3 separate regions of the Sus scrofa genome follow, and regions 1 and 2 are each linked to region 3. Evidence: chromatin contacts called from public Hi-C and HiChIP or PLAC-seq data. All regions are on one chromosome and are shown on one strand. Each heading gives the region's core, a stretch centred on a gene start, on an enhancer-like site or on the middle of the called end of the contact. The rest is flanking DNA. Distances are from core to core; before and after follow the strand shown. Region 1 holds the start of PIM2 (serine/threonine-protein kinase pim-2). Region 2 holds the start of PRAF2 (PRA1 domain family member 2). Region 3 holds the start of GRIPAP1 (GRIP1-associated protein 1).

What was found. Hi-C and Micro-C count contacts between places; a contact is called where the count stands out from the background. HiChIP or PLAC-seq counts read pairs in DNA pulled down with a chosen protein or histone mark.
Region 1: a Hi-C map of skeletal muscle shows a contact between it and region 3, with 5 times the contacts expected there. The contact joins the promoter of PIM2 here to the promoter of GRIPAP1 in region 3. A contact is called at or near these places in 4 of 47 Hi-C or Micro-C datasets (heart right ventricle, liver and skeletal muscle) and 1 of 2 datasets of contacts at active chromatin or transcription factors (alveolar macrophages).
Region 2: a contact with region 3 is called in an H3K27ac HiChIP or PLAC-seq map of alveolar macrophages. The contact joins the promoter of PRAF2 here to the promoter of GRIPAP1 in region 3. A contact is called at or near these places in 3 of 47 Hi-C or Micro-C datasets (heart right ventricle, liver and skeletal muscle) and 1 of 2 datasets of contacts at active chromatin or transcription factors (alveolar macrophages).

What each region holds. Positions count from the first base shown.
Region 1 is chrX:42,996,421-42,999,897 of Sscrofa11.1, reverse strand. PIM2 (serine/threonine-protein kinase pim-2) reads left to right here and starts at 1,323. Exons shown (of 6, transcript XM_003360311.4): 1 at 1,323-1,611; 2 at 1,746-1,855; 3 at 2,567-2,617. The coding sequence starts at 1,551.
Region 2 is chrX:43,148,698-43,151,764 of Sscrofa11.1, reverse strand. PRAF2 (PRA1 domain family member 2) reads left to right here and starts at 1,415. Exons shown (of 3, transcript NM_001243880.1): 1 at 1,415-1,679; 2 at 2,817-3,034. The coding sequence starts at 1,501. It overlaps WDR45 (WD repeat domain 45), which reads left to right. Exons shown (of 11, transcript NM_001190293.1): 9 at 30-131; 10 at 215-360; 11 at 612-1,074. The coding sequence ends at 721.
Region 3 is chrX:43,068,833-43,072,217 of Sscrofa11.1, reverse strand. It overlaps GRIPAP1 (GRIP1-associated protein 1), which reads left to right and starts at 1,855. Exons shown (of 26, transcript XM_021080663.1): 1 at 1,855-1,927. The coding sequence starts at 1,886.

The DNA.
Region 1 (3,477 bases), core at 74-2,573, 72 kb after region 3:
GCTGCACGTCTGCTGTATGTGTGTGTCTGTGACTGTGACTGGATCTGTCCATGTCTGTTTTTGTGACACTGCCTATCTGTTGCTCTAGCACCTAAGTATATGTCTGGCTTTGGAGCAGTGCATGTGTGTCTCTGGAGTGTTTGTGTGTGTTCCTGTGTCAGACTCTGGGTCTCTCGTTTCTGGAACAGTACAAGTCTTTTCTGTGACACTGCATGTCTGATGGTGCCAGTGTCTTCGTCACAAGTTCTGGCTGTGTGTCTGGCAGGACATATCTGTGTCCTCGTTACATGTAGGTCTATGTGAATCTCTCTGGAGTGCCTTTCTGTAACAGTGCATCTCTCGAGTGTCATTCTGGAACTTGACTCTGGCAGCATGCCTGCCTGACAGTGGATGTCTGTCTATGTGTGACAGTAGGTATCTGCATGTGTGTCTAGGACAAGCTCACATGAATGGCGGCACATGTTTGTGTATTTCTCTCGCGGCAGTTCTGTGTGTGTCTTTGGAGTGCCTGTCTCTCTTCCTGCGGCACGAGAGCTATTTTCCCCAAATCTGTGACTTGACCACCTCCCGGAGCTCTCTCAGTCCGTCTCTCTCATCCGGAAGCATGCCCAAGAAGCCACCCCCACTCTGGCTTGCTCCCATCCCCAAGAACCCCCCCCCCCGCGCGCGCGCCCCATTCGCCATTCCAGATTCTAGATCTGCTGACTGGGCTCACAGCCAGGTCTAGGCAGGTCTGTCTAGGTTAAGGGCTGCACAAACAGCCCGCAGGCCGTGGCCTCCGGGTGTGGGAACACTGCCCTTGACCAGTGCTCCTCCCACGGTGGTGAGGGAGGTTAGCCCTCCCTGACGGCTGAACAGGTTCTTCCAGGATCCTCAGCTTCAGTTTCCGGGCGGAGGCTGCCAGTCGCCTAAAGGGCTCTGGTTCTGGTGTGAGGAGCACCCTTTGGAGACCGGCCGGGATTCTTAGAAGCCTTAGAAGGCCTGGCGTTATCTCCGGCGGCGGCAAAGCAACTTCCTAGAAAAGGAGGCGGTGCATTGAATTTTTTTTAAGTTTATATATCCACGTACACACACTTACATAAAAACAACCCTGCGCAACAACCAAAACAAACGCGGTTGCTGCAAAAGGGATTCCCATAACCAGTTTCCTCTTCGCGCGCGCCCCCCTTATTTGCATGCAGGCCCCGCCCCCGAGGAAGATCCGGGCATGTATTTGCATAAGGGTGCTTGGAACGTTGAGGGTGGTATGCAAATAAGGACTGGCTCCGATTGGCTGGGGTGCAGCAGGTGCCGCGTCCGGATTGATCAAAGCCAAGTGGGCGGGGCCGTCGCCCGGGGCGACTCTCTCGGGAGGCGCGTGCCCTGTCTCAGTAGCGTCGGGGCTGGCGCGCGCGGCGAATCTTAACATCGCGCTGTTTGCCGGCGCCTCTGGGCCACCAGTTTCCTTACCTTCCACCCTGGCGCCCCCCAGTCCTGGCTCCCCAGCCTCGCTGCCCCGGGCGTCCACGCCCTGCGGGCTCAGCGGGCTCAATCTGCGCAGCTCCTCCTCCATGTTGACTAAGCCTCTGCAGGGGCTGCCCGTGGCCCCCATGACCCCCACGCCGCCGCCAGGTGAGAGAGGCTCCCCTACGGCGACCAGGCCGGGCGGGCTGGGGTGATTGAGGGCGGCGCGGGGGGGAGGGGGAGAGGGTCGTGGCCGGCCTCTGCACGCCGCCACCCTGACTTCCCCGCCTCCGCCTGCGTAGGAGGCAAGGATCGAGAAGCGTTCGAGGCCGAGTACCGACTCGGCCCCCTCCTGGGTAAGGGGGGCTTTGGCACCGTCTTCGCAGGACATCGCGTCACAGACCGACTCCAGGTATCCACCACGAGGGTCTTGGGAGGGCCAGGTGTGTGTGTGGCGGCGGCGGGAGCCCGGGGGCTGGGATGCTAATTGACCAGAGAATAAGCGTACAATGTGCGTGTGCTAGGGTCATGAAGGCCGGGATCCGGGTTACTGGGGGTATCCTGGTGCGCGCGCGGGTGCGCGCGCAGACGCGCGGGCGTGGGGGGGGGCGGTCCAGGTGGGTATGTGGGGGGAACGGAGCGGTGGGTTCAAGGCAAGGATTGTGGAGGTCCCGAGAGTGAGACTGGGGAGTGGGGGAGGGGGGAAATCATGAGGATTCTAGACCTTGGAATCCAGGAGAGGTGTATATGTGTGGGAAGGTGGGGACCCAGAGCTGAGATTTGGGGGATTTTGGAGGCAGGTGTCCAGGATGGAGACGTGAGGATCAGAACCCACCCCCGTACAGTCCTGGGGCTGGGGAAATCGAGGGCTTGGGGTGTTAGGACATTCAGAACTCCGCACCCGGAGCGAGGGGTCCTGAAGCCTGGGGGAGAGCCCAGGGCCAAAGATGGTGGGAGAGGTGTACTCGCTTCTGGGGACCTGGAGGGCAGGGGAGAAGCTCCAGCTCATTTGAGGTTGCGGCGTGGAGTGGTTGGGACCAGAAAGACTAGGGCGAAGAGGGTCCAGACTGGGAGGGGTCTGGGGGTTCTCTGCTGGCCCCTTCAGCTCAGCTCACTTCTTCAGGTGGCCATCAAAGTGATCCCCCGGAATCGCGTGCTGGGCTGGTCCCCCTTGGTGAGTATCTTTGGAGTCCTTTTTGACCTGGCGACGCCATCTCTGACGATGGATTTCGCCTTTCTATGGTTTGTATGACTCTCTGGGCCCTGTAACGGTGAGAAGAACACTCCTACCAGCCCATGTTTACTCCCCTGTGGTGACATCCACACCTCCATACAGTTCTGACTCACTCCAGTTCCCCTAGAGCCCTGGATTCTCCCCTCCCACCCTCCTTTCTCATCCTCCTTCCAAACACTGCCTCGGGGGCTGCCCGCGGGGCATGCTGGTGAGGAAAGAGGGGCAGAGGTCACTGGTTGCCATGGTGACGGTGGCTGCTTCTCTTCTGCCGTTAGAGCGCTAACGGACGGACAACAGGGCGGGTCTGGGCAAGTTGTAGGGGCGGGAGCGCCCCCTGGCGGGTTCTGGGGAGACTGCGCCTGCGCAGGCTGTGGGCCCAGAGGGAGGAGGTGCGCCTGCGCGGCAGCAGAATTTCCATCACCGTGAGAAAACCGGTCTGCGGCTGTGCAAGTCAGTGGACCGGCCGGGAGAGGGCCCCACCTCAGGCCGGAGAGCTGCTTCGGGTGGACCACGTGCCCGCGCAAGGCTTCTAGAATGGGGCGGGGTTTGTGGCCGGCAACGCGAATGCCTTTTATCGAGCACCAACTGTATACCTCAGACGTGGCTTCACCTCAAGATCTTACTGTGTGCCAAGTCCCACTAAGTACTTCAACACGGTTGTGTGTGCCTGGCGACCGACAAAATGTCGATGACATTATTGAGTTCTTACTTGGTGCCAGTTCCTTTGCAATGGACCACTTTTAGCTCTCTAACAAATTCTAGGCACTTGGCAAAATTACTACATTTGTTCAGAGCGCTTT
Region 2 (3,067 bases), core at 166-2,665, 80 kb before region 3:
GCGGGCGTCACTGCTGGTCTGCCTTTCAGCATCAACTTTAGCCATGATTCCTCCTTCCTGTGCGCGTCCAGCGATAAGGGCACAGTCCATATCTTTGCTCTCAAGGATACGCGCCTCAACCGCCGCTCCGCGTGAGTGCCCCCCGCCCCACCCCGCCTCGCCCCCATCCCCCTGCCCATGTACCACACCTGGGCTAAGCCTGTGTTGCCTGCAGGCTGGCTCGCGTGGGCAAAGTGGGGCCTATGATTGGGCAGTACGTGGATTCTCAGTGGAGCCTGGCGAGCTTCACCGTGCCTGCTGAGTCAGCCTGCATCTGTGCTTTCGGTCGCAATACTTCCAAGAACGTCAACTCTGTCATTGGTGAGTGGGAATAGCCCTTGCTTGGGGGCACTGCATGGGCGAGGGCCTGCAAATTGGACCTGAAAGAATTTTTAGGGCATGGGAGGCCTGAAAGAGCTGAAACGTTGGTTCACCTCCATCATCATCAGTAAGGGGGATGGAACGTGGGCAAAGGCCTGGCCATAGGCCTTAGGCCGTGGGACACCTGAGAGGATTGGAGTGTGTGGCTTTGACAGCTTCTAACCTCTTACCAATCGTCCCCCCTCCTCCAGCCATCTGTGTAGATGGGACCTTCCACAAATATGTCTTCACTCCTGATGGAAACTGCAACAGAGAGGCTTTCGATGTATACCTTGACATCTGTGATGATGATGACTTTTAAGGACCCTCTGGGTTGTGCTAGGGACTGCGGTGACAGATTGCAAAGCCTTTGTGGGGGTGGGAGTGCTGTGGAAGCCGCCAGCCATCAAGCATTAATGGAGCAGGTGCGCACTTTCCACTCTTGAGAGCAATGCCTAAACAGCTCAGGTCCCTCAAGCACTTCCCGATGACTGTGTGCCTGCAGGGCCAGGCCAGGGACTCAGGGAGGCAGCGGACCCCCTGGGGCTCCCGCCTGGAGAAGACTGCTAGGGACCCAGAGCGGGTGCCCTAATCCAACCTGTGGGGATTTTTAAAAACTTGCCAGAAAGAGACATCTCTGATGTGATGAAAATGAATAAAAGACCCTTAACGGTATTTATGGCTGGACCTCGGGAGTGGGGCCTGGAGCAGATGAGGCTGAAAAGGCCCTGCAGTTTCTTGGAAAGGACCGGACCCTGACGGGATGGAAGTGGGATCCTACTCAGGTCCTTCCGCCAGTCTCTGCCTGTCCTCAATGCCTGAGCCGCCAGAACCGTCCCCGTGGCGCCCCCGCCTGGGGGTGGATGGGAACGCCTCGCCCTCGGCGGAGACTTGGTTTCCCGGCGGCCCCTGCTTCCCTGCAGTTCCGGCGTGTTTGCATTTCCGGTCACGTGCATTGCCGCACCTGCGCTGTCAACTAGGTCGCCAGGGTAGCGGCTGCCGGGTCCAGACTCCATTTCCCGGTGTGCCTCGCGGTGGCGCGGGGTGGAACGGGTGTTGTAGTCCGACCGCTCCGCTGGTCCAGCTGCATCGACTGGCAGGATGTCGGAGGTTCGGCTGCCACCGCTACGCGCCCTGGACGACTTCGTTCTGGGGTCGGCACGTCTGGCGGCCCCGGATCCTTGCGACCCGCAGCGATGGTGCCACCGCGTCATCAACAACCTCCTCTACTACCAAACCAACTACCTTGTCTGCTTCGGCCTCGGTCTCGCTCTGGCTGGGTGAGGGAGGGAGACTCCGGTTGGCCGAGGACGCCCGCTGGGCATGGAGGGTGGACCCGCGGGATTTTGAGGGGGCTGCAAGACCTTGAAGGGGCGAATTCAGTAGAGATGGAAAGCCTAAGGGTCATGGGAGGGGGGGACTTGAAAGAAATAGAAGCTGGTTATAAGAAGGGACTGGGGAGGGATAGAGCCCGGCTGAGGGAGGCCCGACGGGGATGGAGGGTCTGGGGGAAAGACCTGGGGAGGATAGAGAAAGTGTGGAACTGAAAGGGAAACTGGGCTAGGGGATGGACCTGAAGATAAGGAGGGCCTGAAAATGAGATATGACTGCCTGAGGGGTGATGGGGCCCCGATTAAGGTGGCCCTGGAGGACGTAGGGCAGAGACAGGGACAGGGATGTGGTCAAGCCGAAAGGGGGGACTTGTGGAGGATATGGGCGTGGAGAGGAGCCTGGCTCCTGGGACTCTCCAGAAGCAGGTACCTATTGGGGGACTTGAGCCAAGGACGATCCAGGGATGGCAGGCCTGAGACCAGGGTGGGGGGTGGAGAACCCGGAGGTGAGACTTGGGTACGACTGGAATTTAAGAGTGGGACCGAAAGCCTTGAAAGGGTTCTAGCAATGATGGAAGGAGGAATCTATAGGGAAATCGGAATCTGGAGGGGGGATTTCGAGGGGAGGAAGTCTGGAAAGGGATCTCATAAAGGACTCTGGGCCTGGGGAAAGGGAAAAGGGGAAGGCCTGGAAGAGGACTGCAAGGGCTGGGCCTTTGCAAAGGGTGGGTTTGGGAGCAGGTTGGGATGGGGGGGTTGGAGTGGGTCCTGTGGGTGGGGTAGGGTCGGCAGGAAAGAGCAGAAAAAGGCTGAGAGCCCGATGGGAAGGCTGGAAGCAGGAGATTTCAGGAAGATGGGACTGTAGGATTGACAAGAAAGAAATGAGAGCCCACGGGGGAGCCCAGGGCGGTGGACCTGTCGAAGATGGGGCTGGCAGGGGTATTTGCCCGGCTGGAAGGTGGTGGGGTCGCGGGTGGACCAAAGCGCTCGGGGCCTGGGATCGGGTGGACGGTGGTCTGGGAGACTCAGAGACCGGGCGGCCCTCTCGCTGCCTGCCCGGCTAGCTTAGTTCCATTGTCCCCGCAGGTACGTGCGGCCTCTGCACACCCTCTTGAGCGCGCTCGTGGTGGCCGTGGCCCTCGGCATGCTGGTGTGGGCGGCTGAGACTCGCGCAGCCGTGCGCCGCTGCCGTCGCAGCCACCCAGCCGCCTGCCTGATCGCAGTGCTTGCCGTCAGCCTCCTGGTTCTCTGGGCCGCGGGCGGCGCTTGCACCTTCCTGCTCAGCATCGCCGGGCCCGTGCTTCGTGAGTCTCCACTACCCTGAGATAGCCCCTGAG
Region 3 (3,385 bases), core at 606-3,105:
GGCCTTGGAGTTCCTTTGTGGTGCAGTGGGTTAAGGATCGGCCTTGAAATTGCAGCAGCCCTGTTCACTGCTGTGGCACAGGTTTTAGGTTTGATCCTGGCGAATTGGGAATTGTCCACATGGCACAGCCAAAAATAAAAAATAAAAAAGGAATTGGCCCCTAGTTGGTAGATTAGTTGTGGTTTTTTTTGGCTGCACCTGCAGCATGCAGTTCTCTGGCCAGGGATGGAACCCACGCCCTAGCTATAACCAGAGCCTCGGCAGTGACAACACCAGATCCTTAACTCACTGAGCCACAGGGAACTGCTGGTAGACTTGTTTTTCCTACTCTTACGGGCGGGCAATTCTGGAATTACTTAATGTAGATTATATGATTACACAAAGAAGAAAATTTATTTTGGATAATGGGAGCTAGGTTTTTTCCCTGCCGGAGAAGGGATTTACAAATATGGAAAGTGAGAAAGCTAGAATGAATCTTGTATGGTTGGGCTGAAATGTGGTGTAGATTGCAGACTCGGCTTGGATCCCGCATTGCTGTGGCTCTGGTGTAGGCCAGTGGCTATGGCTCTGATTCGACCCCTAGCCTGGGAACCTCCATATGCTGTGGGTGGGGCCCTAAAAAGCAAAAAATAAATAAACATAAATAAATAAATAAAATGATGGTGGCATGTCAAAGGGACACAAAGCCAACTTGAAAGAGCTCCCACTGGCCAAATCTAGGACAATTTGAGCATCAAATGAAAAAATGATAGTTATTGATTATAAATCATTGAATAAAGTAAGAATTATGTCTGTACAGATAAAAATACATAAATGGGGAAGAAGAGAAAGCTTTTCCTTATGGTAGAATAATAACTAACAAATATGAAAGGAATGTTGATGTTAGAAAAATCATTGATGGATGCTGAAGCCAAGGGTTCAAAAATTTTATATATATATATAGAGAGAGAGAGAGAAAATGATAAAGAAAAGGTGGAAAAATGTAAACAATTGATGAATCTGGCATAAGGGTACAAAGAATTTCCTCGTACTGTTCTTGCTTTTCTGAATGCTTAAAATGGCATCAAAATTAAGTTATCCCTGCCAAAAGAAAGCTAAGGAAAATGGGGCGTATCCTAATACAAATACGTTGCCGCTTAACATGCTTTCTAATTTTTCTCTTTCCCAAATAAAAACTACTGCTTGCCTGACAGGGTTTGGAGAGGCTTATAAGCAAAAGAGAGACTTATAATGCATTTTAATACTTATTTGAATGTTCCTGGTGTTCTGCCATCCTATTTTTTGTTTGTTTTTTAAATGAAGATTTTTCGTTTGATTCACTGCCATTGTTTCCTCATAGGTATTTTATATTTATTAGTGGCTAAGCCCTTCACCTAACGACAGCAGCGTGTTAAGAAAATCAGTGTCAAAGCTTTAAAGAGGAAAAAAAAAAAAAAAAACGCCAGAGGCTTCAAAGGGGCGGGATTCCCTTATGGGGTCACCCGGAGGAGGGCGGGAACAAGATCAGCGCAAGGCTTCCGCTTTCATTAAGTCAACCATCCTCCTTAAAGGAGTACCGCGGAAGTGTCATTTTCGGTCGGCAAACACTTCCTTAGCGACGAGTCCACCGATGACACAGGGATGCCATAGTGTCGCATCACAATGGGTAGTCTGTGAGAGCTTAAAATCCAGATCAAATGACATAGGTTCTGGTAAAATATTACATTGCAATTCACCTAACCTGTCGGTTTCCTCCGCTTCTCTCAGTTTCCAAAACGCTGGACTTCCGGAGTAGACTTCTCCCCCTCTCTTCCTGCCCAGTGGTTTGGTCCGACCTTAATTCTAATGACAGGAGGGACAAACTGCGTCTGCGCAGAAAGCTGTAGGGGGGGTGGGGGGGAGGAACATGGCGCAAGCTCTGTCTGAAGAGGAGTTTCAGCGGATGCAGGTGCCGCTCACCGGGGAAAAGACCACCGGGCTAGGCGACAAGGGGGCGGGAAAGAGAGAAGTCGTGCCATGGGTCTGGGCAGGGGTTGGTTGGGATGGATCTTGAGTCTAAGGGGTTGGTCTGGGGAAGGGAAACTGAGGCTCCGAGTGCTGATACTACTGGATTCTGAGATCCTGTTGGGCTCTGAGGGGTTGGATTCTGTTAGCCTTGTGGGCGGAGGAGAGAGTCCTAGCGTGGGCGGTACCTTACTCAGACCTGGGGGGGACGAGACCTTTGGGCCCGTGCGGGGGACACCTGGGTGGGCGATGATAATGTTGGGCTTTGAGGGAAGGAGATCCTGAGAGGGCGAAACCATTTTGTCTGGAGAGGAAGGAAGCGGGCGTTGGGCTGTTTGCGTCATGGTGGGGGGAGCTCTGGAGAGGGCAATACCATTGCTGGTGGGAGGTGGACGTTTTTGTGGGAGATACCATTGTGTCAGGGGACAGGGGAAAGACCCCACATGTTGTCATTGTTCCTGGGAAATGGAGCTTCTGTGCGAGAGGGGTGTAGCGGATCCCAAGAGAGGGCAGTACCATTGGATGATGAGGCGTGATCCCATTAGGCCTGGGGTGAATGGGTAATACCATTAATCCTTTTTGGTGAGAGACCAGAGGAGGTGAAAGAGTGATCCCTTGCACCGCGTGGAGGGGACATCACTGCTCTGTAGGGAGGTACCCTAGCTGAGGACTCTGACCACTTGATTCTTTTGGGGGAGACTCTGAGGTGAGATGACAGGCCAAAGTGGGACCTTGTTGCGAGAGTTCCTAACTGGGGAAGACCATTGGGTTTAGTGAGTGGGGAGACTCTGAAAGGTAGAAACCTCTGGTAGGGTCCTGTGGAGGACAGGAGGGACTCCAAGTAAGGACAGGTCATCTGTTGGTCCTTGAATGAAGGAAACCAGTTGTTACTGTGTGAGGGACCCTGAGGGTGGAAGGGCGAGGTCATTGGACCATAAAAGGGGAAGGGCTCTGTAACTTGTGCAGGTATTCCGCGTAATCCAGTCGACCCACCCAAGGCCTTGTTTGGGGAAAAACCCTGAAGGATATAGGGCCATTCCATTAGAGGTCTCGAGGGGTATAGGGGACTCTTGAGTGAGGAAGATTGATTCCATTGGCCATGAGTGATGGGAAAACCATTGGGCTCTGATGGATAGGAACTTTTTTTTTCAGGGCCAAACCCATGGCATATGGAAGTTCCCAGGCTAGGGGTCGAATCAGAGCTACAGCTGCCAGCCTACACCTCAGCCACAGCAACGCCACATCCGAGTTGAGTCTGCGATCTACACCACAGCTCACAGCAACGCTGGATCCCGACCCACTGAGTGAGGCCAGGGATTGAATTCACATCTTCATGGATATCAGTTGGATTCGTTTTTGCTGCGCCACAATGGGAACTGCTGGATAGGGCCTCTGAAGTGGG